4 separate regions of the Mus musculus genome follow, and regions 2, 3 and 4 are each linked to region 1. Evidence: chromatin contacts called from public Hi-C and HiChIP or PLAC-seq data. All regions are on one chromosome and are shown on one strand. Each heading gives the region's core, a stretch centred on a gene start, on an enhancer-like site or on the middle of the called end of the contact. The rest is flanking DNA. Distances are from core to core; before and after follow the strand shown.

Region 1 (6,933 bases), core at 3,580-6,079:
CTTTCCCCATGCCTCCTGGCCCAGAGGGAGTCACCTCTGGGGACCACTTCATCCCTCAAGCTGCCCTCTCACCTTCCTTCCAAGGCCCCTCAGGCCACCTCCCGTTCACAGTCCCTCCTGTGCACACTGTAGTGCCTGGGGAAATTTTGTCTTGGGCCTTTGGGGTCTAAGCACAGGACAGCTGTCACAGAAAAATGTCAGCTGCGTAGTATGGGTGAAAGGTCAGGGTGGAGGGGAGGGATTGCTGTGTTCAAGGTTAGATGGGTCACCCCCACCACAAACTTTGATATGTTAAAGTCATTTGTGAACCAAAAACTTAAAACAAAAATCTCCAAGAATTCAAACTTCCCAGCAGGGGGTGCTGCAGACTAAAGATTGTGGAACTCCTCACAGTGAGAAGGACTCAGACAGCTAGCTGAGTTCTACACTGGGGACTTAACTCTGTCACACCTTATTCTTGAAGTTTTTTGGTCTTTTTTTAATCTTAAATCTTAATATGTATTACATAAAGCCATAAGATATTTTCATACATTAGCTTGCAATCGCTAGTAATTTAAAAATACATACTTGTATATGCAATTATAGATGTTACATATAGATTCACGTGAAAAATTCACGCGTGTGCACACACACACACACACACACAAAACATGGAGTCTGTTTTGTGCTGGCCAACTACTCCTGGGCATGTGGCTTGCCCTGGAGTGTGGTTAGAATACACAGTGTGCTGGTCTGGAGGCCGCCGTGGGCTCATATATTTAAATGTTTGGCCCCCAGTTAGTGAAACTGTTTGGGAAGGATAAGGAGGTGTGGCCGTGTTGGAGGAGGCGTGTCACTGGGGGAGGGCTTTGAGGTTTCAAAAGTCCACATCAGGTCCAGTTGTAGTCTCTTTGCCGAACTTGTGGCTCTGATATAAGCGCTTAGCTGCTGCTCTAGTGTCTGCCTTCCTGCCCACCCATCCACCCGCCTCCATTCTCCCTGCCATGATGGTTATGGACTCACAGTATGAAACTGTAGGCAGGCGGCCTGTTCAATACTCCTTCTGTAAATTGCCTCGATCATAGTGCCTCTTCACAGCAGTAGAGCAGTATTCGAGGCACCTAATGAGGGTGCCCCAAAGGAGAGAGCTGGTTTTCCCTTTCCTAGAAAGTATCGGTCGCAGAGAGCTTCTTGGTGGGACTTTTGCCGTCTTCCCCTTGTTTGTGTCTGGTGTCACCTGTGTCCAGTGACAGTGTGTGAGCTCATATGTTCTATCACCCACCACCTCCGGCTCCTACAGTCTTTCTGCCTCCATTTCTCTCTCTTTTGTGTGTGTGTGGGGGGGGGGGCGGAGCATGAAGCTGGTGACATGGGTGGAAGGATCTCGGAGGATTTGGGGGAGATGAGAGAATATGATCAAAATATTGAATTAAAAAGTTTGACGGGAGGCAGAGGCAGGTGAATTTCTGAGTTCGAGGCCAGCCTGGTCTACAGAGTGAGTTCCAGGACAGCCAGGACTATACAGAGAAACCCTGTCTCAAAAAACCAAACAGAAAAAAAAAAGTTTGAATAAAATACAGAAAAAAAAAGTTTGAATAAAAAAAGTTTAATTAAAAATAATTTTTTAAATTAATTTTGAAAATCGTATGCATTGCAAGATATATATTTTGGTCATATTTACCTGTTAATGGCTTCCATATCTTCCTCTACCTTTTCTACCCCCTCCCAACTGCGTGGCCTCATTTTTTTTGTTGTTGTTGCTTTTTGTTTTAGATAGCTCACTGGTTCAGACTTGTGCTGCCCATCTACGCATGGATGTGGCACCCACCATCCCCCAGAGTGTGGTCAACCTTCTAGGAGATCCCGCTGAGAGAAAAACAACCTTCCCTCCCTCAGAAGCTGTCAGTTGTCTGTCTGTAGTGTCGTCTGTCTGTAGTGTCTCGGGCAGGGTGGTGGCTCTCTCCTGTGCCGCCGAGAGCTCATGGGTGCAGCGATCCTGTTATGTTCAAAAGGCGCTGTTTTAAGGTCCAGTCCTCTACCAACTCCAGCGTCTCCTCTCTCCACCCCCTCTCCTGGGTGTCAGGGCGGCAGTGGCTGAGCACTCCACTGAACTCTGGACTTTGATCAAGTGTGACCTTTTGTATTAGCTTCTGTCTGCTGCACAAAAACAGATAAAAACCGTGAGGTTGGAGTGCAGTGCTCCCTCGTGGGTCTCGTGAGTTCCCCAGCCTGGGGTTCTGTATCATCTCAGGTACACATTTCCTCCTGAGGAGTTGACCTCAAATCCAATCAGAAGTAGTTGGTTACCCCATGGCATTCTTGCTACTGTTTGCACCTGTGGGCATATCTGGCCAGGCTGGCTGATTGCCAGCTCAGGTTTGGGGTTTTTAAATTAGAGACGATCAGCCTATATTGCTGTTGGAGGGCTGGTTAACTACTTTCCTCACCTGATTCGTGTATCACTCAGAAAGGGAGGAAGGAAAACAAACGGAATTCTTGACTGACCAAGCTTGGGTCCCAGGAGAGGAAGAAGACATGGGTTAGAGACATAAATGCCAGCCCTTGTCAAGAGCCGAATTATTTTGAACAGGGTTATTTTCTTTGTTTTTGTTTCATTGCGTTTTGGTTTAGTTTGGTTTGGTTTGGTTTTTTGCTCAGGATGTTCTGTTGTATCTGATTCTAACTTACCGGTAGGTCAGCATATCAAATAGCATTTGAATAGAATCGTGTTTTGCTTGGCTGTATTATTGTACTATCTGAGAATGCTGGCTGGTCTGACATATGCCTATCACAAATATGTAGGTTAGTCATATATGCTTGTATGTGTGGCTGCTTGTATGCCTGACACTGCCTCTTCTGCCACCCATGATCCTATCTGAAAACTCACCATGTGCATGGAGTTTGGCATTTGAAAGTTTTCCTCCATTGAGTGTTGGGAACAGACTCAGTATCCAAGTAATGCTGTTATGATTCAAAGCCGTTGTGAAAGGAGTCCAATAAATCCGGTAAAGGTTGCCTCCGAGGAACGTGGTGAACTCTCCAAGCTGTTAAAGCCCGTTTGCCTGCCTCTGTTAGCCTCCAGTCTCAGGTGTCACCGCTTTCTCTGCTCCTTCTACTCATAGTTAGTTCTCTGTTCCAGCATCCAGCACAGAAAGACGTGAGTGTTTTAGTCCTGGAGGGTGGCATCTGTCCGTCCTGAGACGTATGCTGAGAGTGAGTGCATTGCATATAGCCTGGGTATACACTAGGCAGTTCCCTGGTCATGGGACCGCATACCTACACTAGCACAAGCAGTTGTAAGGATGGGAAGTCTTAAGCAACTGACTTTAGAAGTCTGACATCTCCTTAGAAATTGTGGACGCATTTTCCTAAAGCATTCTGGGATCTACATTTCTTTCAGAGCTTTAACCATTAGTTGCTCCTCCCTGACCATCATACATCATGTTCAATCAACAATATTGACTGTTTGCATCTGTCTGTCTTAAATAGCTTAGTGTTAGCTCTCAAAGCCCTGCCCTGGTTTTCTGTGTAATCTAGAATCGAGTTCAGTGGCAGCCACTGGGTAACCCGTCAATAATCTGGTTGAATAAACTCGTCCTTAGCTGTGATCCACTGAGTACCTATGTTTGTGGCATGTCTTTGTTAGAGAAAATAGAAGCTGGGTGATCCTACTGAAATCAGCCACCTTTGGTGACACCTGAGTGCCCTCATCTACTCTGGGCAAATGAATATGCTTTATTTTAAGAAAGGTCTTGTTTGTGAACCTCGCTGTGGTAGCTCACTCCAGGGGTGAGACAGCACTCAACTCAGTCTCCATTTTATTGGTAGTATTTCCAAGTAGCTGGAACCAAGGCAAGCCCCAGATGCTAGCTTTCTTTTTGCCCTTAGTTATTTTCTAGTTGGGTTAAATCAGCACTCTAAATATAGGCCAGAGGACACCATAGAATACAGCTATCAGAATATTGACATATTAAACTTTGTAGTAGTAAGACTGGTGACTTTCAACTTTGATTCCTACCAATACCGTGAAGAAGGTAGGTAGATCTAGTATCAGAACATAACTGTCTCATTTATAGTCATTCTTGGGGTTTTGCTTGTGTTAATGTTTTATCAAGGACAAAAGTGACTATGACTTTAAGGAAGTTTGCAAGACTTAAAATCTTATAAAATAAAGGGTATGAAAACTAGAAACTTAGGAATTACATATTTCATAATTGGTCAGACTAGCATTACTGCTTCTCTTTTCCACACAGTGTTTTTAGTCAGATTGCTTTCAGAAAGCGAGGCTACTATAACTACTATCATACTGCTTAAAACAGTAATACTTTGTAGAGGAGGACTTAGGCTGTCCATCAAAGTCCAGACCCTGACTCTCTTGTTTGTTTGCTTCTTGATCCCCCCAACCCCACCGCTTATCTGTTAGAGTCAGAAAGACCTTATTAGCAGAATGTTTGTCTTCACAGTGATCTCTAAAAATCATCTTTAAAATAACCTTAAAGTATTCTAAGAAGCTAAGGAACTATTGTTCCTAATTAATTTTTAGTGGAGAAAGGTATTTTTTTCTAATCTGTACATTCAGAGGAAAATCATGTAGACATAGTTTTGAGATTGACAGCTTGAACGTTGAAAATACAAAGGTGTTTCCAGTTAGGCAAATTATGCGACTCTGTGATGATCACCAAGAGGACGACACCTGTCTTAACTGTCATTGTGACAGCGGTGTGCCCTGGGACCCCTGCCTTAGACTGACTGTGACCTGCTGGGGCTGTTAGTCTGGTGGTGCTGGGATGCTCCTGGGATACTCCAGAAGCAGCTGCTCGCCAAGGTCTGGTGCTCTCGCGCGAACGTTGCTGTTCTGTTTTTCCATTGACTGAGGCGCTGCAGCTGAAGGCCTGTCACTTGTGATTGATGTGGCCTGGCTCGAAGCAGCTGCACAGTTTCTGTCTGTTTTCAAAGGACAAGAGAACAAAAGCCTGAACTAATTAATGTTAAAGAGGCTGTTTTGCATAATATCTAATAAAATTATAATTGTGATTACTGATGCTTTTAATATAGGACTGTCTAAAAAGGTGGGGCTAACATGACGAGCATTAGTTTGTTAGCTTAGTAAAAGCAGAAAAGAAATGAAATGTGTGACTCTGATCAGTCGGAAGTGAAAAAGGGTCATAAAGAAATTGACTTTGAGGTGTAGTTGTACATACCTGTAATCCTAACACTCAGTAAGTGGAGCCAGAAGGACCAGGAAGGAACTGAAGGCCATCTGTGGTGGCATAGTGAGTTCAAGGCCAGCCTGAGCTTCATGAGATTCTGTCTTTAAAATATATGTGTGTGTGTGTATGTATGTATGTATGTATATGTATATTATATGTATATATGTATACACACACATATACACAGACACGCAACATGCGCGCACTCACACACACACAGGTCTGGGAATGAAACTGAGCATTTTATTCTCACCAAACTGAGGATCCAGAGAGACTGAAGGTGTGTGTGGTGGTGGCGACTTCCTGGGAAGAGTCACAGGGATTTGCTTTTGGATCACTCTGTGGCTTCTATCAGGATGCATGCGCATTGAATGGGGCTCCCTAATTCAGGCTGAGCTCAACACCCAGGAGCTATAAACCACTAACCGCTTGACAAGGCTTGGTGACAGCGTTATGACAAAAGTCACAAAGCCTTATCAGCACCTAGGGAGTCAGTGGTCCCTAGAGAGCGAGAGCTTGTGCAGTCAGGCTGCAGACCTGAGCCAGCAAAGCTGGAGAGCAAGTGGGAATGGGGCCAACTGGTTTGCCAGAAAATTAATTGATTCAAAACATTTTACAGGCAGATTAGAGAGAAAAAGTCCTGACGACGTTCCAAGTCACAGAGTCCAATTCAGAAGTCACCACATGGCCGATGAAGCACAATAATGTGACCTGGAGCCAGGAAAATCCTTAATCATACGGATAGATTCAGAAATGGCAAATGAGTTAGCAAAGACTTTAAAAATTATAGAAATAATTTACAACGGCTTTTAGAAAACGTTATACAGGACCAAGTGAAGCTCATTGTTTGACATGCCAAGATAGAGATGAGGGTGTTTTTAAAATGTAAATGAGGGGAAATGCTGAAAAAAAAAAAAAAGGTACTTTTGTTAAAATACACAAACCACAGATCCAAGGAGCACAGCAAATCCCAAGAACACTGTTAAGGCCAAGTCTGTAGTAATCTACTTACAAATAAGTGAAAGTAACAAGAAAATACCAAGAGCCTCCAGATAACACACACACACACACACACACACACACACACAGATAATGTCAAATGAAATGACAGCTCTGAGGCATTGCCAGTGAGCTGTGCTAAGGGGCCTCCCCCAGTGCTATTTTTAAAACTACAGACCTTCACCACATGTCCTGCCCCCTTTGCTAAGATTTCTTCCTATTATTTGTGGCACTTGTTGATGTGTAATATGTGGCATAGTTCCATGCTTACGTGTGATTGTCTCCTTCGTCTGGTGTGACATTTTCTGTGAGTTTACTGACACATCATTAATATACATAAATAAAACATGAGTTTGTACATATAGATACTTAGAATATGTCTATGAAATGACCAAATTAAAGGATCACAGGTAGAAAGTGTAGCAAGGCTCTTATACGGAACAAGAGTCAACAGTGTGACCCTGATATAGCTGTCTCGTGTGAGGCTATGCCAGTGCCTGGCAAATACAGAAGTGGATGCTCACAGTCATCTATAAGATGGAACACAGGGCCCCTAGAGAAAGAACCCAAGGAGCTGAAGGGGTCTGCAACCTATAGGTGGAACAACAATATGAACTAACCAGTACCCCCAGAGCTTGTGTCTCTAGCTGCATATGTAGCAGAAGATGGCCTAATCAGCCATCACTGGGAAGAGAGGCCCCTTGGTTTTGCAAACTTTATATGCCCCAGTACAGGGGAATGCCAG
Region 2 (6,749 bases), core at 1,530-4,029, 720 kb before region 1:
TCTTTCCAGGGCTAGGGGCACCTTTATTTTTCTCCTCTTCCTCCTCTCCCTCTCCTCCCCCTCCTCCTCCTCTTCTCCTTACTCCTCCTCCTCCTCCTCCTTCTTCTTGAAAAGGAGCTTTGCATCTTCCCAGGCATTTTACAGTTTGGAACGGAGTATCAGAGAGAGACCCTTGTTGCCCATTATGAACCCAGGAGGTTCTTCGTTTGATGGGCCTCTTTTAATATGAAGGTCTCATAACGCTGAACTAGAGTTTTTAGTTCTCTTGGGGGAAATCATCGTGTTAATTATAATGCTAAACTCCTCATAGTGAAGTCATACTCTCCTCACAGAAACCTAATCTTTGACAGTGTGTCTAGAATCAGATATAAAAGTGAGTGTTTACAAATAAAGGAACAGCAGTGGGCTAAGGCGGTAGGTAAATTAGCAAAGTGCTCACCCAGCACGTGACAGGCCTGGGGTTTGTCCCCAGCATTGACTAAACCAGGCATGGTGGTTCAAGCCTGTAATCCTGGTGTTGAAAGGCCATCCTTAGCTACAGACTGAGTTTGAGACCAGCCTCCGGGACATGGATCCTCTAAATTAATTAATTATATAATTTTAATTAAAAATTAAAATCCCCAAAGAAAACCAAAAACAAACAACAACATAAACCAACCCATAAACATAAACATTGATTCTTATATGTCTTCAGATTTAAGAATTACAGAACATAGAACACTGAGCTAACTCCCATGGAATAGTCAGGTTCCCTTGTGTATAAAATACAGTTAACAGGAAATGCCTCATAGGACAATAGAAGAGTTTATGTGAACAAGTAACATACAAAATGCTTGAGAAAGCACCTGGCAGTTTGTACCCCATAAATGCTGGTTGTTCTAGGCAGAGGATGTAACTCAGTTGGTATGTGCTTGCTTGGCATTCATAAAGCTCTGGGTTCCATTCCCAGCACCACATAAAACAAGGTGCTATGGCTTCTTCTACCTGTGATCCCGTTTTGGGAGGCTCTGTAGCCGAGGCCAAGTTTAAGGCCAACTTGGCATACATGAGACCCTGTCTTGAAAAACCAAACAAATCCATAACGTTTGGTTGTCATTGTCCTTGCTTCATGTTCTTGTCAACTACATGTTGAATATCCTCACCTCACTCCCAAAATACACTGACACACACAGACACAGATACACACAAACACACACATACACACAGATACACTCTCACACACTCACACAGATATACACAGTGACACACACAGACACACTAACACACATTCACATACATGCACACTGATACACAGATACTGACACACATACACACTGACACACACACACACATAGAGATACACTCAAACAGACATACTCACACAGAGACACACAAACACTCTCACAAACACACACACACACACACACACACACACACACACACCACCACCACCACCACCTCAGTCTCCTTCAGTGTCTGCCTACCCTCCATCATCTTCAGTTTTTCCTGCAACCTTTGATCTCAAGCTGTCCTCTGAAGTCTGTGTCTGTCCGACCTGACAGATGAGGCTAAGCCTGGCCCTCTTGCAAGCTGGCCTGTGCCAGAGTTGTCTAGGCAATGTTTGTTGCTTTTTAATGATAAGTATAACTTCTGGGGAGTGCTAATTTTAAAAACTTTTTAAAGGTCAATGCCATACTTCTGTTGAGCCAGCTCACCTGGAGATTGGCTTTAGTGATGGGATTCTCTGCTTTGGCTCTGCTATGCTGTTCTCAAGCCCACACACTGGACCTTCTTGGTCCAGTTGTCCATGTTTCCATAGTTGACCAAATTGTTTACCCTAATTCCCCCACAGTTAAGAAAATTCTGTGACATTGTCAAGAAAGCCATTGTCCATTTAAAAGGTCATTCATCTTTTTAAAGGTCTCGTTCATCTCATTCATCTTTTTCTCTCATTCATCTTCCATTGGTATTTTCTGCCTGTGTTCACTGTCTGCGCAACAGCGTGGCTGTTCAGCGCTCTCCATATGGACCTTTGATCCCTCCCAGATTGCAGATTTCTGGAGACCAAAGCCAGAGAGCTTGGTACCACTCCTGAGGTGAAGGGCAGAACGGGCGCAGCCTGTCTGAGGACTCTCGAGAGGGTTCTGCCAAGCACATGGCTCTCTACTTTTCTCCTCTGTTATTTCCAGAAAGTCTCACAAACTCCTTCCATCTCAATTCGGGCCTTCTTCAACAAGCAGAGACAGATTTAAGGTGAGGGACTTCTCCGGCTGGCCCTGCAGCCGGGGTCTGAAAGTGACGTGTCAGGCAGGGGTTGGGGCGTGGTTGGCCTCCACCCTCGGCTGGAAAAGGACATTTTTTTTTTTCAAGGAGAAGGTCTTGTCTCTGTGTCTACCTCATCGCAATCCTCTTTGTCTGGTTTCTTCCTCCTACCCAGTCTCCTTTGCCTGCCTTCCCCTTTCCCTGACTGACTTCCAGGCTACCCCTCCCCCAGCCTGTCTTCGTGCCTTCCTCCTTACACTCGCCTGATCCTCTGTGCGTCTGGTCGGTTTCTGTTCCCTCTTGTTCTTTTTCTTTCACTTTCCGCCGCCCACCCGTCATTTTTAACAGTGTCATCATGACTTACAGTGTGGGAACATGGAACTCAGCGTCTCCCACATTACACAGCCATCTCCGGATTCCATGTGACCAGCACTCTTGCCCTTCGCTATGAGGGCAGAATTGATGCCCCACCACTTCCCAGCTGCCAAGGCCCAACTCTCTCTGAGTCTCTGCTTCCTGCTCACTGCAGAGGAGGGCAAGGCTAGAGCGGGAGGATGGGGCAGCTGCTCGTACAACTGCGAGCGGAGGTTTCTAGTACTGACATATATGACTATCTTCATAATCGACAGAGCTCAGCTGAAACATCCAAGTCAAACGAATAGCAGGGTCTCAGTCATACACAGAAAGCACTCTTCCCTTTTTCTTCCCTCAGCCCCACACATGCAGGCTTGTGCAATCAGTTCTTATATAAAGATCTGCTTGAAGTCAGGCCTGGGGTTTCTCGGAGGCATTATACCCCCCTTTCAAAGGTCAGGGTTCACTCAGAGCAGCTAGAGTAACCTGGATGTTAAGAGTTGGGAGGGGAGGCACCTCGAGGTTTCCGGGAATAGGACCTTCTTAGACTCTGTTTCACAATGCAAAGAATGGTTTGTATGTCTCACATGCAAACCAGATTTGTTGATCTGAGTGGCAATGTCCCTTTGCAACTGTGACCAAGGATGGAAATTAAGCCTGTCTCTGTCTCAGAGGCTGGGCTTCTGCCAAGCACTCCGTTTACTGCTGGTTTGCTACCTTAACCCTTGGCAGCAGCCCGGGGCTCTGCTTGCAGCCAGCACCCAGCCAACACAGTGAAAGTGATCTTTGCATTGAGCTGTCTGCCTACAGGTCTCTACAGGCATCTCCTGCCCTGGCCTGTCTGCAGAGCCAGAGAGGCTGGCTGACAGGAAAGTGAGCCAAGGCTCCTGGCAACGTTCCAAGTCCCAGAAAGGAACTGCACCTAATCCAGCATCCTCTTCCTTTTTTTTTTTTTTTTTTTTTTTTTTCAGGTGCAAGTGGTTAAAATTCACAGTCATGGTTCCACTGAGTGGAGAAGCTTCACTCCCAACACAGCAGGGCCGGTCCGGCGCTGGGGCCCAGTTAAAGGTGATTAAGCTGTTTAGAACAGAACGGATGCTCAAAAAAGGGGCCTCCAGCCACGTTCCTCTCTGTTCTGCTGTAGGATGCTGGACACAAAGGCCCTCGGCAGCTGCCACCCCTCAGTCTCGAACTTGCCTAGAACCCTGAGCAGAGACATAGTCGGTTCACTATCCGGTACCGACCGGTTCTGGTATTCTGTGACAGTGGTAAGCGAAACGAAGCCACCTCCCATGGGCGCACCCTCCCACGACACCTGCAAGAGAGCAGCCACAAAGCATGAGGCTGCTGGTCCGTAAAGACCTCGAAGTGGCCTCAGAGGCCCAGTTCGGGTACTGAGAAAGTATTGATGTTTATGGACTATGCAAAGATGGTCTGAAGAAAAGGGAAAATACAGCAGAGATCTTCCTACATAGGAATGCAGTTTCAAAACACAATTTGAAAAGAACTATTTCTAGGGGCTGAAGAGGTGGCTCAGCAGTTAAGAACACTGGGAGCAACTCCAGAAGACCCAGGTTCAATTCTCAGTGCCCACATGGCAGCTCACAACTGTTTATAACTCCAGGTCCAGGAGATCAAACACCCTTCCAAATACATAATGTAGGCAAAACACCAATGCACATAAAATTGAAAGAAAGAAAGAAAGAAAGAAAGAAAGAAGGAAAGAGAGAGAGAGAGAGAGAAAGAGAAAGAAAGAGAGAAAGAGAAAGAGAGAAAGAGAGAAAGAAGAAAATAAATCCGGGTAACGGTGGCACATGCCCTTAATCCCAGCACTCGGGAGGTAGAGGCAGGGGAATCTCTGTAAATTTCAGAATAGCCAGAGCTGCACAGAGAAACCCTGACTCAAAAAAAAAAAAAAAAAAAAAAAAAAAAAAGAAAGAAAAAAAAAAGAAAAAGAAAAGAAAAAGGAAAAGGAAAAGGAAGGAAGGGAGGAGGAAGCGGAGGGGAACTAGTTCTATAAAACCGTAGCTTTCATCCGTATTCACTAAAGGGCAGCAGTCTACCACTCCAGGCTGCCTTATATCAGAACTAAATGTGTAATGCTGCCCAGGCTGAGTACTCACCTTAGGGTCCTTTTAACTGGTTTTGAAAGTTTCAAAGCTGAACTTCCTAAGGGCTTTGCCCTAGACCTATCGATACACATGGAAATGTAAGGGGGAAAAATCCTTTAACCTCCATATATATACACATACATACATATTAATCTGAAAAAAAAAGGAGAAATTGAGATGTAATAGTAGAGGCAGGACTAGCAGTAACTGACTAATACTTACTATGCTCATATGCGGTATGAGTGTAAACGTCATACACACGCAGTGTCAGGTTTTTTAAATTCGATTGTATGACTGAAATGCTTGGTAGAACTTCTGCTTCTGGCCAGGATGGGATAATCGACCCAATGTGTCTTCCTTCCTGCAATAACCTCCAGGAGGAAAGCAGACAGAACACACAAAGCGCTTGTTTTCACAACAGCAGACCTCAGGCAGTACAGAGCAGTGCTCCCTGAGAACCGGGAAACAAACGAGGGGCCCTGGGCTTGCCTTCACCTGCTAGACCGCACTCGGGTTGCTTAATAAGTGGGAACTGTGTTTTGTTCTTAACGTTTGGCACCCTTTTTCTAACTGGGTTGTAAAGTCTTTGAGAACAGAGGCTCCCTGTCCTGGACAGCACACCCCTAGTCTATGATGCAGTTGTCACATGTTGCTTGCTGAATAGACACTCACCGGATAAAAACCTGAGGCTCTCCTGGGGTGCGATGTGGTAAGTTCAGAACTGACGGGATGTTGGAGCTCCGTGTATCATAGACTGTGTCGTCTGCTACATAGATTGTGTAGTCCTCATTTCACAGAGAACGGGACAGGTCCGAACAGCACAATGGCTTGTCAAAGCCACATGGCTCCTCAGTGGTGAGAATTGGTAGGCTTGTTCCTCTCTATAAACCAGTACTCAAGAAGTTAGCAAGGCAGAGCCTCAAGCTGCACAGTGCCTTTCTTTAGGATGCTGGCTGCATTATCCACAGATCAACGGTATGGTGTAGCACCACAAGTTCAGGGGCAGACAGGTCCTGAGAATTACTGTGGACAGGATGCTGTTAGAGTTTAGATCCAAGACATGTGTTGAAGGATTGGTCCCCAGGCTGTGGTATTGGGAGATAGTGACTGAGGTAGGCATCTGAGAAGTGAGGCCTGATGGGAGGTCTTTAGATAACTGGGAGCATGTGTTTGAAGGCAACTGTGGGACTCCATTCCTTCTGCCTTCTTACTTCCCTACCGTGAGTGAACGGCTTTGTCTGCCATGCATTCTCTGCCGTGATGTGCTTCCTTTCGACAAAAGCAATAGGGCCAGTAAGTTATAGACTGAAACTTGAAAGCTATGAGCCAAACAGACCCCTCTCTTTTTGTAAGCTTATTACTTCAGGCATACGTTCCAGTCATGGAAAGCTGATGATCACAGCCAGCTAAGGTTAAAGGGTTAGCCAGACTCTGCTCAGTTCTAGTAAGATGTTGAAGGAACTAGTAAGTAAGCTGAGAACGAAGGCCAGAGGGAAGCTATTTCTAAAATGAGCCCAGAGACTCCTGGGGACTTAGAAGGAGAAGTTGGACTTCTAACAAGGCTAAGCCTTTCCTAGAAACTTTAAAAGAACCAAAAACACACAGAGTGATCAAAGCCTTAAATGCCTTTCCTTGGCTGGTCATTGCGCTCAGCACAGCCCTGTGGGCTGTATGGTTCTTCTGGGAGCTGGGAAGGGTGGGATCATACAGAGAAGTTCATGTGGCAACCCTACCCATTGTCTCAACACTTGGCTGGGCTATCTCTGGAAGTCTACATAGAGGAGTAGTGCCCGAGGCCAGGCCAGCTTGCTTGTCAGAGCTGGAGCACCCTCAGACCATAAGATGTGTTCTGGCATGGAAAGAACTGCCTACTCTGTATGGAAAGTCGCTGATAGCGTGTTCCCATGAGGCTGAAGCGAAATCTGTGGATCAGTTTTGAGCACTCTCTGAGGCCTGGTTCACATTCAGGCCTTCTCAGCCCCCCTACTGCTCAAAAGGATTTATCCCAGTGTATGCTAGGAACTGAAAGCTGTCGCCAAACCC
Region 3 (6,767 bases), core at 3,619-6,118, 700 kb after region 1:
CTGATTCTTTTAGGTATTGTTATAGCAATGGAACCAACACAGAAAGCAAGAATGGACACACAGATTTAAAACCTTGCTAGCTAGCCAAGAAGAGCTTAAGCTGAGTTTACTCAAGTTCAACTGCTTTGTGAGTCAAGTATTAATAACTCAGTTTTACAGAGGAAACAGCTCAGCTCAGAGGTTATAGACATCCTGTATTCTCAAGGTTACACACTTGGCTAGTCTCGGAGATGGTGTGAGTCCAGATATGTTTGAATATACATTTGATCTTCTATGGCAATGGCTGTCTACAAACACAGCCAGTTTCATCTATGACTTTTGGACAAGGAAGGACCTGAGTACCAGAGTCGCACATGTGATGGAATACGATCCTGTAAAGAAACAAGGTGTATTTAAAAGAGCTTAGGCTTTGGTCCTGGAAAGGCCTCAGTTTTCCCTGTCTTTACTGTGAGATATTGATAAAAGTATTCCATTTCTGTAAAAGTACAGTTCAGTCTTCAAAACTGTTGACAGTTGGTAATACCCCATGTAGAGAGCATTTGCTGATGCTCCTCTGTGATAACGAGAGATATTTGATGCCATTTTGTGCTGTCAAATTTACCAAAGAGAAACCACTGTGGAAATCAGAATGGAGGTTCTAGAAATAAACGTAAATACAGAATGGAGATTCTGTATTTATGATACGTTTGATCCAGATCCACTGCTCCTGGACACCTGAAGGAACATAAGTTAGAACCGCACAGAGATGCTTGCACACCCTTGTTTACTGGGCCACTGTTCACAATAGCCGGGTGGTTGAGTTAGCCTAGATGTTCATCATCAAATGAGATGGAGAAAACAGGCTGTAGATATACACTGGAGTTTTATTCAGCTGTAAATGGCAGTAAAATCATGTCATGTTCAATAAAGTGGGTAGAAAGGTGTGAAGCAGATGTCACCCAGACTCGGAAAGTCATATATCACATGCTGGGCCTCTTGTTTAGGAAAATCTAGGTTTAAGAAACAAAACAAGCCGGGCGTGGTGGCACACGCCTTTAATCCCAGCACTTGGGAGGCAGAGGCAGGTGGATTTCTGAGTTCGAGGCCAGCCTGATCTACAGAGTGAGTTCCAGGATAGTTATACAGAGAAACCCTGTCTTGAAAAGACAACAACAACAACAACAACAACAACAAAACAACAAAAAAGTAAAACAAAAAGAGAGGGAGAGAGAAAGAAACAAAACAGAACAAAACAAAAAGGACAGGAAATGGACGAGGGATGACTTAGAAACAGGAAGGGGAGAAACTAGCTCACAGAGAATGATCAACACCATTTTGTACAGTGAATAGATACATTTTTAATAATAAACGAAGCAAAATTAATTTACCAAACTGATGATCTTTCCCATGACAGGTGAAGTTTTGGGTAGAAACTTTGGTCATCAGGAAAATGTTTGGGTGGAGCAGGGAGAGGGGCTGTGTCTAGGACGGTGTCTGGACTTGCACTCACAGCTCTCAGAGCTGGGCCTTTTACAGGTATTTTGGTATCTACTAGAGGTTTGCCTTCATCCCTCATCTTTTCCTAGGGCTGATTTTTACTAGAAAATATACAATGGTGCTGGAGAGATGGCTCAGCGGTTAAGAGCACGCACTCACAGGCTGCTCTTCCAGAGGACCTGGGTTCAATTCCTAGCACCCACACAACAGCTTACAACTGTCTATAACTCCAGTTCCAGGGGATATGACACCTTCACACAGACAGACACACAGGCAGGAAAAACACCAATGCACATAAAATAAAAATAAATAAATTTTTAAAAAGGAAAGAAAAAAAATATGCTGAAAAAGAATGCACTTAGAATAGGAACTGAAATTTTTAGAGAATAGTAAAAAATGTTTTTAAAAAATCGGTTATTTTAAAAGTCAAATCCAAAAGCTGTGAAAATAAGCTTTGTTTTGGGATGAAATTAATGTAATTCAAAAAGATCAGAGTCAGTGAGTCAAGATTGACTCATTTCTGGTAAAAAGATGTTTGAAGACAAATTTATGAGTGTGCATTTATTTATTTATTTATTTATTTATTTATATTTATTTTTGCATCATGAGCAAACCTTTGAGGGATTCACCATTTTTCCTATGTTAGGTGGAATGGGAATAATTTTACTTCTCTGTGCCCAGCTGTTATTTTCTTGCTCATTTCCTATTACTTTAACTGTCAAGGGCTTTCCTGTGGGACTCTTTTCATAGCGATTCTCCGTAATCCCGTCAGTTCTCAACCATAACTTTTGTTGACTGTAGAATTGTTAATATTTTTGCAAATTTAGCAGTTTTCCTTTTCAATCACCTTGTTCTCGCATGGATAGGCTTTTTAAAATCGGCATTTGTAACATCTGGAACTACTGTGGCAAAGTGAATAACAAGACAGGCCCAAGCAAAGCTCTGGGTCTTGTGAATGTTGAAGGGCACTTTGCGACTGTGACTGAGTTAAGAATTTTGAGATTCTTTTTTTTAATTAAGTAATTAATTAATTAGCATTAATGCTGACTTTCCCCTGTCGACTTCCCCCCTCACAGAGATCCTCCCTCCAATCTCCCTTCCCTCCTCCTCTGAGAGGATGGAGCCCCCACCCCTCCTCCAACCCCTCTCTGCCCTGGTTGCATCAAATCTCAGCCAGGGTAGGCGTATGCTTTCTCACTGAGGGCAGACAAAGTAGCTCTATTGGGGAACGGATACCGTAGTCAGGCTATAGCTTTATTGAGAGCCTCCCCTCCAGTTGGTGGGGGCCCACATGGAGACTGAGCTGCACCTCTGCTACATAGGTGTTGGGGGTCTGGTTCAAGCCCGTGTGCGTTCTTGGGTTGGCGGCTCAGTCTCTGAGAGCTTCCAGAGGAATATTGAGATCTTAAAGACCTTATTCTGGGCTATTCCGGTGGATCTGATGCAACCACAGAGGTCCTTAAGAAAGACAGGAGATGAGGGTGGGTATAGCTGGTGCCATACTGGAAGAGGAGGTTGGGCTCATGAAACCATGAGCCAAGGAAAGCCCGCTGGCCCTGGAAATGAAAATTGGCAGGGACAAGTTCTCTTCTGAACTTCCAGAGGGAACGAGCTTGACAAAAATACACATCTTGCCCCCTAAGATTTACTTTAGACTTCTCATCTCCAGGAATGTAAGAATAAATTTATGGTGCCTTCAGCCACTAGGTGACGAGTGGTGCTCCTTAGCTGCAGTGTGTGTGTGTGTGTTGGGGGATGGGGGGGGGGAGAGCGGGTGGGGGTGGGGGTTGGGTGGGGATATGCCAAACTTGCGACAAGAGAGAGGAGGGAATGCAGGTTTTTGAGCAGCGTGGGCTAGACAGAATCAATTCACTGGTGAATGTTTTAATGACTAGTTTCTCCAGGTAGCATCGAATTATGGTGTATGAGTCTCTGTGTGCATCCGGTATGCACCTGTGTAATCTTGTGTATGTGAGTGTTACAAGAAAAACAAGTATTAATAAGAAATGTATAGAGGGGTTTTCCCATTCTCTGTTTTGTCCGTACCTGGGGTTCCTCCCAGTTGGGGAATTGGCCATGACACATACTGAAGAAGCCATATTGGTTTGATGTGTAAGAATGAACCTGAAACTACCCAGGAAAAAAGGCAAGTGAGCACTCTAGCCAGTGATCTGGGAATATGGTAGAGCCAGAATGAGTGTAGATGCTGCTGTGCCAACTAGTAGGTGTTGGGGTGAGGAGGAAGTCAGGGAATTTGTAGAAAGATGTAATTTATATGTCAGCCACTCCCAAGCTGCTCTCCTTTATGTAAATCACCAATCCCCAGCAAGTGCTTGGCTTTTCTGCCAACTTTTTATTTATCTGTTTGTTTATTTGGTGTTGGGAGTTGACTCCAGAGCCTTGTGCATGCTGAGCACATGGTCTGCCACTTAGCCACACTTGTCATCTCTTGCCAGAGGCTTCTCAGCCAGGTGTTTGAACCTGAGCTCTGGGCTGACACCAGAGTTGCTTGCTTCAGGCGCTGTTGATCTTCTCTCAGGACGTGACTTTGCAGTGCTTTTGGAGCCGAGGTTTGATGGGCAAGACCTCCCTAGCCTTGGCTCTCTGCTTCTGGACCTTATTTACCGGCCTCTCTGACCTTGCAGAAGTCAAACATCTGTCGTTCCTAATTTCTTTCTCTGGTCAGTCTCCCTGGCCTTTCCCGTGCCTTGGATGTTCCGCTCTGGAGAGCATTCTGTACATATTGATGAGCAGTATGTGGGAATTTGAGGGCAAAGTCAATGGAGCCTGTGTATCTGCACATAAAAGCTTACATCCTGGTACCACTTACTTGCCAGCAACCCAAGCCCGGTTCTGATTAATAACAGCTATGATTGTAACCAGATTCGCAGCATGTGGCCCAGAGGAAACAAAGACTGTGAAGCCAATTTCCACACAGGCTTCGAGACTGTCAGCGTGAAGCACTGACTGGGGGCTTCTGTGCGGTTTCAATTAGAGTTCTCTCTTTTCTATGCCCTCTTTCCTCTCCCCAGAGATTAAATACCAGTTTCAGCTTTGCTCTCTCCGTGTTATTGGGCTCTTGGGTGCTGCCTGCGTTTATCCCACCGTGTGCAGTGAGAGTTGAGGGTCTTTATTGTTATTTCCCCCCCTCTGTTGAGGTTTGGATAATGATTAACAGTTGGTCAGACAGGTCGTTCAAGGGGCACAGTTTGCTTCAATTCTACTACAGACCCGCATGTGGCCTGGCTTCTCAGTCCAAGCAATGTCCCTCGCTGGAGAAACGGACTCTGCCTGAGGATTTCTGTCTTGAACTGATAAGGTTGTGGGAGGACACAATGGGATTTCTTCTTAGGCTCCCAGCATCCAACAGTGCAGCATCCATGCGGACTTCCGTTGTCCTGCCAGAATTCCAGGAAACTAGGCAGAATGGAAAGTTCCAGGGCCTCCATGTGCCCCTCCCACAAGTACCCTGTGGACTAACACTGTATGCCTCTGCTCCGGCATACACGAAGGTGTAATTAAGTCTCTGGTGATTACTATTGAGAATGAATAGCACCGGAAGTGCAAAATAAAGCCGTATTCCTTGGTCTGAGGGAGAAGCAAGGATCAGTGTCAGCATTTTTTCCTCCCACAATGGTGAAACAGGTATGTCAGAGTTACCTTTTTTTTCCCCTTCTATGTGAATTTTGCGTGAGCAGAAAGACTTTCCAATATAAAGTCATTTACTAAACTGAGAGGAAAATTCTTAGATAGATGTCTATGTTTTGCCTGGTGGCTGACATGCAAGGATTATTTTGACAGAAAGTAAATAGCAAGGCAGTATGAGAGACTTGAGAAGAAAAAAAAATGGTTCAGCTCATGTGTTATTTAGTGAACAGGCCCAATCAATTTAACTTCCACTGCCAGAGGAGGGAGTTATGTGGCTGTATTGGGCAAGGCTCACAAATTATAATCAAGAAGTAAATAATATTGAAACCTTACAAATTGAATTTTTATTAAGAAATTCATCTCTGGTTACCTCAGGGTTTATAAAATTTTTTAGTACTTGTGGAAGAAGGCAGTATATCTCAATGTACAATACCAGATTGATTGGGGTGAGTAATTTTAACTTTTTAGGGTCAGAAATATACCTCACCTTTTAAAACAGGCTTAATGGGAAGGAAGCTGACAAATGTGCTATAAAAGACAGTCTATGCCTTCTTACATTGCCTTTTATCCACATTACCACTCCTGCTGTGGGTCCCATGTACTTTACAAATTGGGATTAATGGCTTTTTTTTTTGCATGAGAGTTTCAAGGTCACAATTTCATAAATCGTGCAAATAAACAAATCCTCTCTATCATCGACTCTGTGTACTTAACATTTTTATATTTATTACTTTCTGCATTTATAAGATACTGGAACTGCTATTAATAATTTGTATTTCCTGTACAGGCATATAGCTTAGCTCGAAAATGTGAGTGGAAACTTTAACACCACATTTTTCAAGGATGACCAAGTGGAGATGTTTTCTGTTCATGCACGGCTCATTGCCATAGTTTCTTCAGTTAAAGCAGAAATAACAGCAACTGACCTTTGAGAGTATTATATGAAAGGCATTTTGCATGTAGATTGTTATTTCAGAAAGCTATATATATCAATATATTATTGATAGCATGTTATAGTGAGAAGAATTCTAGGCCAAGTTTCAGGTCTTGCTATGTTATTAATGGCAGTGTCAGATGGGTTTTGAGTGACAATGTACCCTTGCTCTCAAAGTCCATGTCTCTCCATGCCTATCACCATTTAAAATATTTATTTGCTTTTGTTTTGTTGGTGTATGTTTCGCCTGCATGAACATATGTGCACCTTGTGCATGCCCCTGGCATCTGAGGGGGCCAGAAGAGGGTGTCAGATCCCTTGGAACTGGAGTTACTGTGTGCTGCCACGTAGTTGTTAGGAACTCAATGGTCCTGCCCTCAGTGGTCTTCACTGCAGAGCCATCCCTATAGCCTCGACAACCGTTTTCTCAAGAGTGTTATCCTGCTTTAGTTTTGCCCCATGGTGTCTGACACACGGGGGATATGATGAGAGGAACTTAAGGAGGGTTATTTCAGCTCACAGTTCAAGGGTATAGGCTAGCATGTTGGGGAAGTCCCAGCAGCAGAGACTGAGGTAGCTCTTCACATTGCAGAAAAGCAGCAAAGCGGAAGGGGCAGACACATGCATGCTAGTGCTCAGTCACTTCTGCTTTCTCAGGTGTAAGACCCACAGTGGATCTTCCTGCAACACAACATAATCTAGACACCCG
Region 4 (6,846 bases), core at 1,812-4,311, 820 kb before region 1:
CCACTGGAAAAAAGACAGCATTTTTAACAAATAGTGCTGGCTCAACTGGAGGTTAGCATACAGAAGAATGCAAATTGATTCCATTCTTAACTCCTTGTACAAAGCTCAAGTAAGTCCAAGTGGATCAAGGACCTCCACATAAAACCAGATGCACTGAAAGTTATAGAGAAAGTGGGGAAGAGCCTTGAACATATGGGCACAGGGGTAAAATTCCTAAACAGAACACCAATGGCTTGTGCTGTAAGATCAAGAATCAACAAATGGAACCTCATAAAATTGCAAAGCTTCTGTAAGGCAAAGGGCACTGTCAATAGGACAAAAAGGCAACCAACAGATTAGGAAAAGATCTTTACCAATCCTACATCTGATAGAGGGCTAATATCCAACATATACAAAGAACTCAACAAGTTAGACTCCAGAGAACCAAATAACCCTATTTTTAAAATGGGGTACGAGCTAAACAAAGAATTTTCAACTGAGGAATACCGAATGGCTGAGAAGCATCTAAGAAAATGTTCAACATCCTGACTACTTTCTTGAGTAAGAGTTGGAGCTGCTAATTACTGCTTACTACTCTACATAGGCCATCAGGTCTGCTAGGCAAGCACTCTACTGCTGAGCTCTGTCTATAAAGCTCTTTTTCTTTTTGCAACAGGGTTTCACTGTTTCCCATGCTGGCCTTGACTTGACTCTGTAGCCCAGGCCTTGAACTTAATGATCCTTCTGCCTCAGCCTGTTTGGTAGCTATAATTACAGAGCTTGAGGTCCTTGATAGTGACTTAAACATTTAAATTGCAAATCAAATGGTCGAATACTTTCTTAGTATGTCTAAGGCACTGGTTTTGACCCAATGCTACCAAAAGTAAACAAAACAAGAAAAAACTTTACAACTGAATTGAGTTTTCTTCAAATGTGTTAGTTAAGGAAGTTTTTAGTTGTCTTCTCTTGAGCAAGAGTCATAGTTGACTGGATGGTTCAAGGTTCCCAAAACTACTATAAATCATTCGATTTCAGATGTGCATATTAGTGTGCCTTAGGTTTCTATTGTTCTGATAAAACATACTGAGCCCTTACCTCAAAATCAGGAAATATCCATAAGCTGATTATTTTTTCCAATTAAAGAACATTTAAATTTTATTTTAAACTTTATTATATTTTTAAAAAGTTGAAGAAAAAAAAACACCCAAAGACTATGCAATTCAATGAGCTTCTATATATTTTATAGAGAAACAGGAGCTGTGGATCTTCACATTGCAAGTTATGTATTTCCTTCCTTCCTTATTTACTTATTTTTGTTTGTTTGTTTGTTTTTGTTTTGTTTTGTTTTTGAAACAGAGTTTCTTGATGTAGTCCTGGCTGTCATGGAACTCACTCTGTAGATCAGGCTGGCCTCCTTCTCACAGAGATCTGACTGCCTCTGCCTCCCAAGTGCTGGGATTAAAAGTGTTCACTACCACCACCCATCCACATTGGATTTTATATTTCCACTGTTTTATGCACTTACCCACTACCAAAACCACTACCACCAATAAAAAAAACCACGATAGAGTCAGAACTCGGAAACAGCTTGTATTTACTACTTGCATTCATTCCTTCTTCATTTCCTAATGTTAGCTTTTCTTGCTCTCTTTCATATGTTACTGTACCTACGAATATATGTATTCACACACGCAGATGCATTCATGTTAGATTCTGCATGTAAGGAAGAAATGTGGTTTTTCTTCTTCTAAGATTGTGTGACCTTGCTTAATAATATATATTCTAAGTCCATCCATCTTCCTGCAAAATTTGTGATTTCATTTTTCTTTAGAGCTGAACAGTATTCCATATATATATATATATATTATATATGTATACATATATAATTTTATATATACACCAATTTTCCTTGTCCATTTGTCTGTTGATGGGATTGAGGTTGATTTCAGTTCCTTTCTCTCGTGAATAAAGCAATAATAAAGATGAGGGTGAAAACACTTCTATGCTAGGGTATACTCAGAACTGAAATAGGAGATCACATGATAATTCTATTCAAAAGTTTTTTGAGAAATCGTCAAACTGAGTTTCATGACAGCTGCAGTGTTTTGTGGCCCACTAATCGTGGTTGAGGTTCCTTTCCCTGCACATCCTCTCCAACATTTGTTGTCACGTTTATTGATGACCGATAGCCATTGGTGAGACGCTCTGAGAGTAGTTTTAGTCTGCATTCCCTGGAGAGATGGCTCAGTGGTGAAGAGCACTGGCTGCTGTTCCAGAGGTCCTGAGTTCAGTTCCCAGCAACCACATGGTGACTCACAACCATCTGAAATGGGATCTGATGCTCTCTTCTGGTGTGTCTGAAGATAGCTACAGTGTACTTAAATTCATTAAATAAATAAATCTGAAAAAAAAAAACCCACATTGTTTTTTTTAAAGTTATTGGCCATTGTGTTTCTTTTTTTTTTTTTAACAGTGAATATTCAAGTTTATTTACCCACTTGCTAATTGGCAGTGTTATTTCTTTGGTGTTTCATTTCTGCAGTTCTTTGTAAGTTTGGATATTGACTGAGTGTAGCTGGTAGCCCCCATTCTGTGGGCTGTCTGTGGCTACAGCGTTCTTTGCTGTACAGACTTCTCACTTCCCTGTGGCCCCACCTGCTGATACTTGAGGTTGGCTCCTGTGTTGTTATGTTCTGTTCAGAAAGTTCTTCCTATCCCAGTAGTTTAAAAGGTGTTTTCTTTCAAGTTGTAGTGTTTCAAGTTTTAAATTAAGGTCCTTAGTCTGTTTTGTATTGATTTTTATACAAGGTGAAAGGTAAGACTAATTTCATTCTGCTGCAGGTACAGCCAGGAGGGCCAGCACTGTTTGCTGGAGAGGCTGTCCGTTTTCCAGTATGTTTTTGCCTACTTTGTCAAAAATTCAGTGGATACATAGCTTTGTCATTTTATTTCTGGATCTTCTTTTCTATTGCTCTTCCTGTGTGTTTTTATTCCTGCACCAGGCTGTCTTTATGACTATACCCTGTAGTATAACTTGAGATTCCTATGTGTGGGTGGGGTATGTTTGTGCTTGTGTGCACATCTGCCATGCAGCCACGTGGAGATCAGGACAGCCAGTTTTTCTCTTCCCATCATGTAGCTCTCAGTAGTCTAAGTCAAGTCATTAGACTGCGCAGCAAGTGCCTTTCCCCACCAAGACATCTCTCCAGCCCATAACCACATAAATTTATTCATTTTACTTATTTTAAATTTATCTTACTTTGATTTTTAATGTGTATTTGTTTCAGTGTGTATCTGTGTGAATTTATGATATGTTTGTGGGTGCCCAAAGAAGCCAGAACTGGGAATTGGATATTCTGGAACTGGAATTACAGGTGCTTCTGCGGAATCCTAGCTGGGTGCTAGAGAGACCTCAGGCCTTCTGAAGCTCAGCGGGCATTCTGAACTGCTGATCCATCTCTCCAGCCTGGACATTTATTCTAAAGATCAGCTGCTAACCTAGTCAGGAAGTAATGAGGGCTTCCTGTTTTCAGCAAGTTAATTTGAGTGATTTGTACATTCAGAAATTTTTCTTTTGAGTGTAGAATTTAAGCATGCTTGAATTTGAAGTCTCACTGTGGTACTGAATGAAATTTACATATGTATATCACTAGCTTAGAATACTTGTATATATTTAATAAAAGTCAAGGCACTGCTAAGTACCAGGGTCCTTATTCTAAGTTGACTAGTGGCCAGTAGTTTGACATAAGGCAGGTCTTTTCCCACCTAAGGCAGTTTGCTTATGTGTGGATGGCCAACAGCTGACTGATCTTTAACTATGGATTAACTGATGCCAATCCCAAAGGGTTTGTCCTGGGTGGGGAGAAAGGATAAAAGCAAGCTCCTTGATGTACCTCGGTGTTAATAATTGATGTCCTGCTGGAGAGATGGCTCAGCCATTGGAATACTTTTGGCTTTTGCAACAAGTTCAGTTCCTAGCATCTGCATGGTGGCTCAGAACCTTTTGTAACTCCAGTTCAGGGGGATCTGACACCCTGTTCTGGATCTTCAGGGCATCAGAAATGCATGTGTTGCCCACACATACATGTAGACAAAACATTCATAAACATAAAATAATAACTCTAAAAAGAATTTTAAATTGATATCCACCTAGGCCCATAATTTTGGAGGGCACCATGCAATTATTTAGGATTTTTCTTATACATTATACTAAATTATGAATTAACTGCCCAACACTGTCTTGGTTGTATATTGACCCTTAATACTCAGGTAGAACCTCCTTGGGTTGCCCTGTGCATTATCAGCAGTGTGTGTTTCATCATGTACACAGGTGACATGGAGTATGAGCATGATAGCCTGGGCTATCCCAGAGCTCATGCACATTGTCCTTCCCTGATCCTGAGACTTTCCTCATGTGCAGAGCGAGCTAGCAGCGCTACCCTGTGGAGTAAGGACTGTTGTGAGTTGGAGAAATATTTCACTGGGACTGAGGGTGTTAGTCACTTGACAGTGTGAGTAAGAGTTGGAGAGAAGCAGCGTGAGTTAGTACTAGGCTGGGGAGTCAGAGCACAGCGACTGGATGTTTAGGGGTCGGGGCTTACTGAGGTCTATAGGACGGAGTTGTAATCAGTATGACTGGAAGTATTGGTGGGGCCAAGTTATGCATCTGATGAAATTTAGAAAAGGGAATAAACTTAATAAAGAGCTTTTTGTTGTTGTTTATTTGTTTGCTTGCTTGTTTGTTTGGCAGGGGCTCATGTCACCCAGGCTCAACCCATGAGGCCTATAGGCTTGCACCAACCCCAGTTCTTGATTGGTATATGCTATCATCTGCAAATCGAAGCAAATATTCTTTTTATTTTTTTTTCAGGAGAAATGATAAACGTGGTAGGAGAGGCTAAATACATTAGATGGGGCAAGTGTAATTATGTGAATAATCATCTGAAATTAGATTAAGATCATAAGGCACAGGTACAAGGCTCTCTTTTAGGTGAGTGATAAGAGTCTACCAGGCTTGAAAAAGTAAGAAGTATGTGGTGTGATTTACTTTGTGCCTGGCCCTTTAAAGGATCCCCAGTTGCTAGTCACCTGGCCCTTTAAGAGAACTGCTTGACCCTATGGCCTTTGGTTTGGGTTGCCTCTAGAATTCTAGGGATAGGAGAGGATATAAAGAGCCAGCAGAGGCTGAGAGAGGGGAGCCGAGGGTCCAGGTGGCAGGAGAGTAGGGTCAGAGAAGACAGTTGGTTTAGGAAAGGACTGAGTAGGGCTGAGGAGAAAAGACAGTCAGTGTAGAAAGGAGGCTGAGCAGAAGAGAATGGGAACCTGTTGAGCCAGAGACCATATTATTAGGAGACAGTAGAGAGACTAGCAGAGTGACAAGAGACAGTTGGTGACAGCTGAGCCAGGAGAAGCCAAGCTGAGCAGATAGGGTAGAACAGCTGCTATAGTTTGGAGAGGCTACTACTGGGGAAAATGAGAGACGAGACTGTTTAAGCAGACTGTTGGGAAACTGAGGGAGGAATGGCTGAGGAAACATTTGAAGGGGCTGAGCTGGAAACTGGGAGGGGGGCTGGCCTGTAGTTAAGAGAACTGATTGCAGTTTGTAAGAAAGAAGGCATTAAAAGAAACATTAAAAAACACACACATTTTGCAGAAGTATAGTTTCTATTTTGATGGGACTTATATTGCTTATTACTTGAATATGTAATTGGCATCACATACACATGCATGCACATATGCATGCATGTGTATACACACAGACTTTTTGAGATTGTGTTTTACCAAATAGCTCAGTCTTGCTACATACAGACTCTTGTCTCGGCTTCTCTAATGTAGAAATTCCTGGCTTTTACCTACCTACCTCCCCTCCTCCCTGGCTGGGAGAGAGTAAGAGGTAGGTAAGTATGGCTGGCCTCATACTTGGAGAAATCACCTGCCTCTGCCCCTCTGCCCCTCTGCCCCTCTGCCCCTGCCAAGTGCTGGGATTTAAGGTGTACATCAGTGAGGCCTCCCCATACCCCACTCCACCTTTTCTTTAAGTGAAGTTTTTTGGTGTTCATTTTTTGCCTATGAAATGTTTTCATTAATTCTTGGAAGGATCTGACTAATGCTATTTATTCTGTTTCCAGTTTGGCTTTGGTTGAAGGAAGAACTTAGCCTATATGTACTGCTTCATCCACTGGAAGAATGACAGATGACAAAGATGTGCTTCGAGATGTGTGGTTTGGACGAATTCCAACTTGCTTTACTCTCTATCAGGATGAGATAACTGAAAGAGAAGCAGAACCATACTATGTAAGTGTGCAAAGGGGACCTATAACTTCGTCCATTATTTACAATAAAATAAAAGTTTTAGAATGTGGAGGCTGTCACTTTGCGATATTTTCTCCATCCACCCTTCCTTCCTATGTTTCTCTTTCTTTGTTTCTCTTTCTTGTATTCTTTGCTCATATGATACATCCTGACGCAGACTCCCCTCTCTCCCCCTCCTCCTCGCCCGTCCCCTCCCCTCGTCCCTCACTTTACTGTGGGCGGTTAGAAGACTAGGATGGTTACTTGGCTGGTCACGTGCTTACCATGTAAGTGTGACAACCCAAATTAAGCTCCCCAGGACTCACTTGAAACGTGCCATGTGTCATAGTGTGGGCTCTGGGGAGGCAGAGACAGGAGGGTGCCTAGGGGCTAGCTGGTCACCCAGCCCTGCCTTCAAACCAGTGAGCTCCAGATTTAGTGGCGCTCAGTAACGTGAACAGTGGCTGGAGAGATGGCTCAGTGCTTAGAACTTGGCTGCACTTGCAGAGAACCCTGTTTGAGTTCTAAACACCCGTGTGGCACCTCACAGCCATCTGTGACTTTGTGCTGCACATA

Evidence for each region. A called contact is a pair of places that touch in the nucleus more often than the background predicts. HiChIP or PLAC-seq counts read pairs in DNA pulled down with a chosen protein or histone mark.
Region 2: a contact with region 1 is called in an H3K27ac HiChIP or PLAC-seq map of double positive thymocytes, with 2.9 times the contacts expected there. The contact joins two enhancer-like sites. A contact is called at or near these places in 1 of 39 promoter capture datasets (cranial neural crest), 5 of 115 datasets of contacts at active chromatin or transcription factors (double positive thymocytes, embryonic stem cells, hepatocytes and 1 more) and 1 of 9 other capture datasets (embryonic stem cells).
Region 3: a Hi-C map of pro-B cells shows a contact between it and region 1, with 2.8 times the contacts expected there. The contact joins the promoter of D030045P18Rik here to the enhancer-like site in region 1. A contact is called at or near these places in 5 of 39 promoter capture datasets (the C10 cell line, cranial neural crest, hippocampal neurons and 1 more), 1 of 15 datasets of contacts at CTCF or cohesin (large pre-B cells), 5 of 484 Hi-C or Micro-C datasets (the HL-1 cell line, cardiomyocytes, nephron progenitors and 2 more) and 5 of 115 datasets of contacts at active chromatin or transcription factors (differentiating embryonic stem cells, embryonic stem cells, large pre-B cells and 1 more).
Region 4: a contact with region 1 is called in an H3K27ac HiChIP or PLAC-seq map of large pre-B cells, with 3 times the contacts expected there. The contact joins two enhancer-like sites. A contact is called at or near these places in 10 of 39 promoter capture datasets (the 3T3-L1 cell line, the C10 cell line, cranial neural crest and 6 more), 1 of 484 Hi-C or Micro-C datasets (bone marrow-derived macrophages) and 5 of 115 datasets of contacts at active chromatin or transcription factors (bone marrow-derived dendritic cells, double positive thymocytes, embryonic stem cells and 2 more).

The regions. Positions count from the first base shown.
Region 1 is chr10:45,098,587-45,105,519 of GRCm38.p6, forward strand. The region is part of intron 6 of Prep (prolyl endopeptidase); the gene reads left to right. Among named protein-coding and RNA genes, the nearest start is that of Prep, 35 kb to the left of the region's middle. Within about 2 kb of position 4,830, at least 55 of the 459 cell types and tissues checked have an H3K27ac peak or open chromatin away from gene starts, as enhancers often do. A contact at or near this core is called in double positive thymocytes, liver and pro-B cells, where this site is marked.
Region 2 is chr10:44,378,177-44,384,925 of GRCm38.p6, forward strand. No RefSeq gene overlaps it. Among named protein-coding and RNA genes, the nearest start is that of Mir1929, 22 kb to the left of the region's middle. Within about 2 kb of position 2,780, at least 189 of the 459 cell types and tissues checked have an H3K27ac peak or open chromatin away from gene starts, as enhancers often do. A contact at or near this core is called in double positive thymocytes, where this site is marked.
Region 3 is chr10:45,802,836-45,809,602 of GRCm38.p6, forward strand. D030045P18Rik (RIKEN cDNA D030045P18 gene) reads left to right here and starts at 4,869. Exons shown (of 3, transcript NR_040624.1): 1 at 4,869-5,121.
Region 4 is chr10:44,279,925-44,286,770 of GRCm38.p6, forward strand. Atg5 (autophagy related 5) reads left to right here. Exons shown (of 8, transcript NM_053069.6): 2 at 6,108-6,273. The coding sequence starts at 6,166. Among named protein-coding and RNA genes, the nearest start is that of Atg5, 15 kb to the left of the region's middle. Within about 2 kb of position 3,062, at least 7 of the 459 cell types and tissues checked have an H3K27ac peak or open chromatin away from gene starts, as enhancers often do. A contact at or near this core is called in liver, where this site is marked.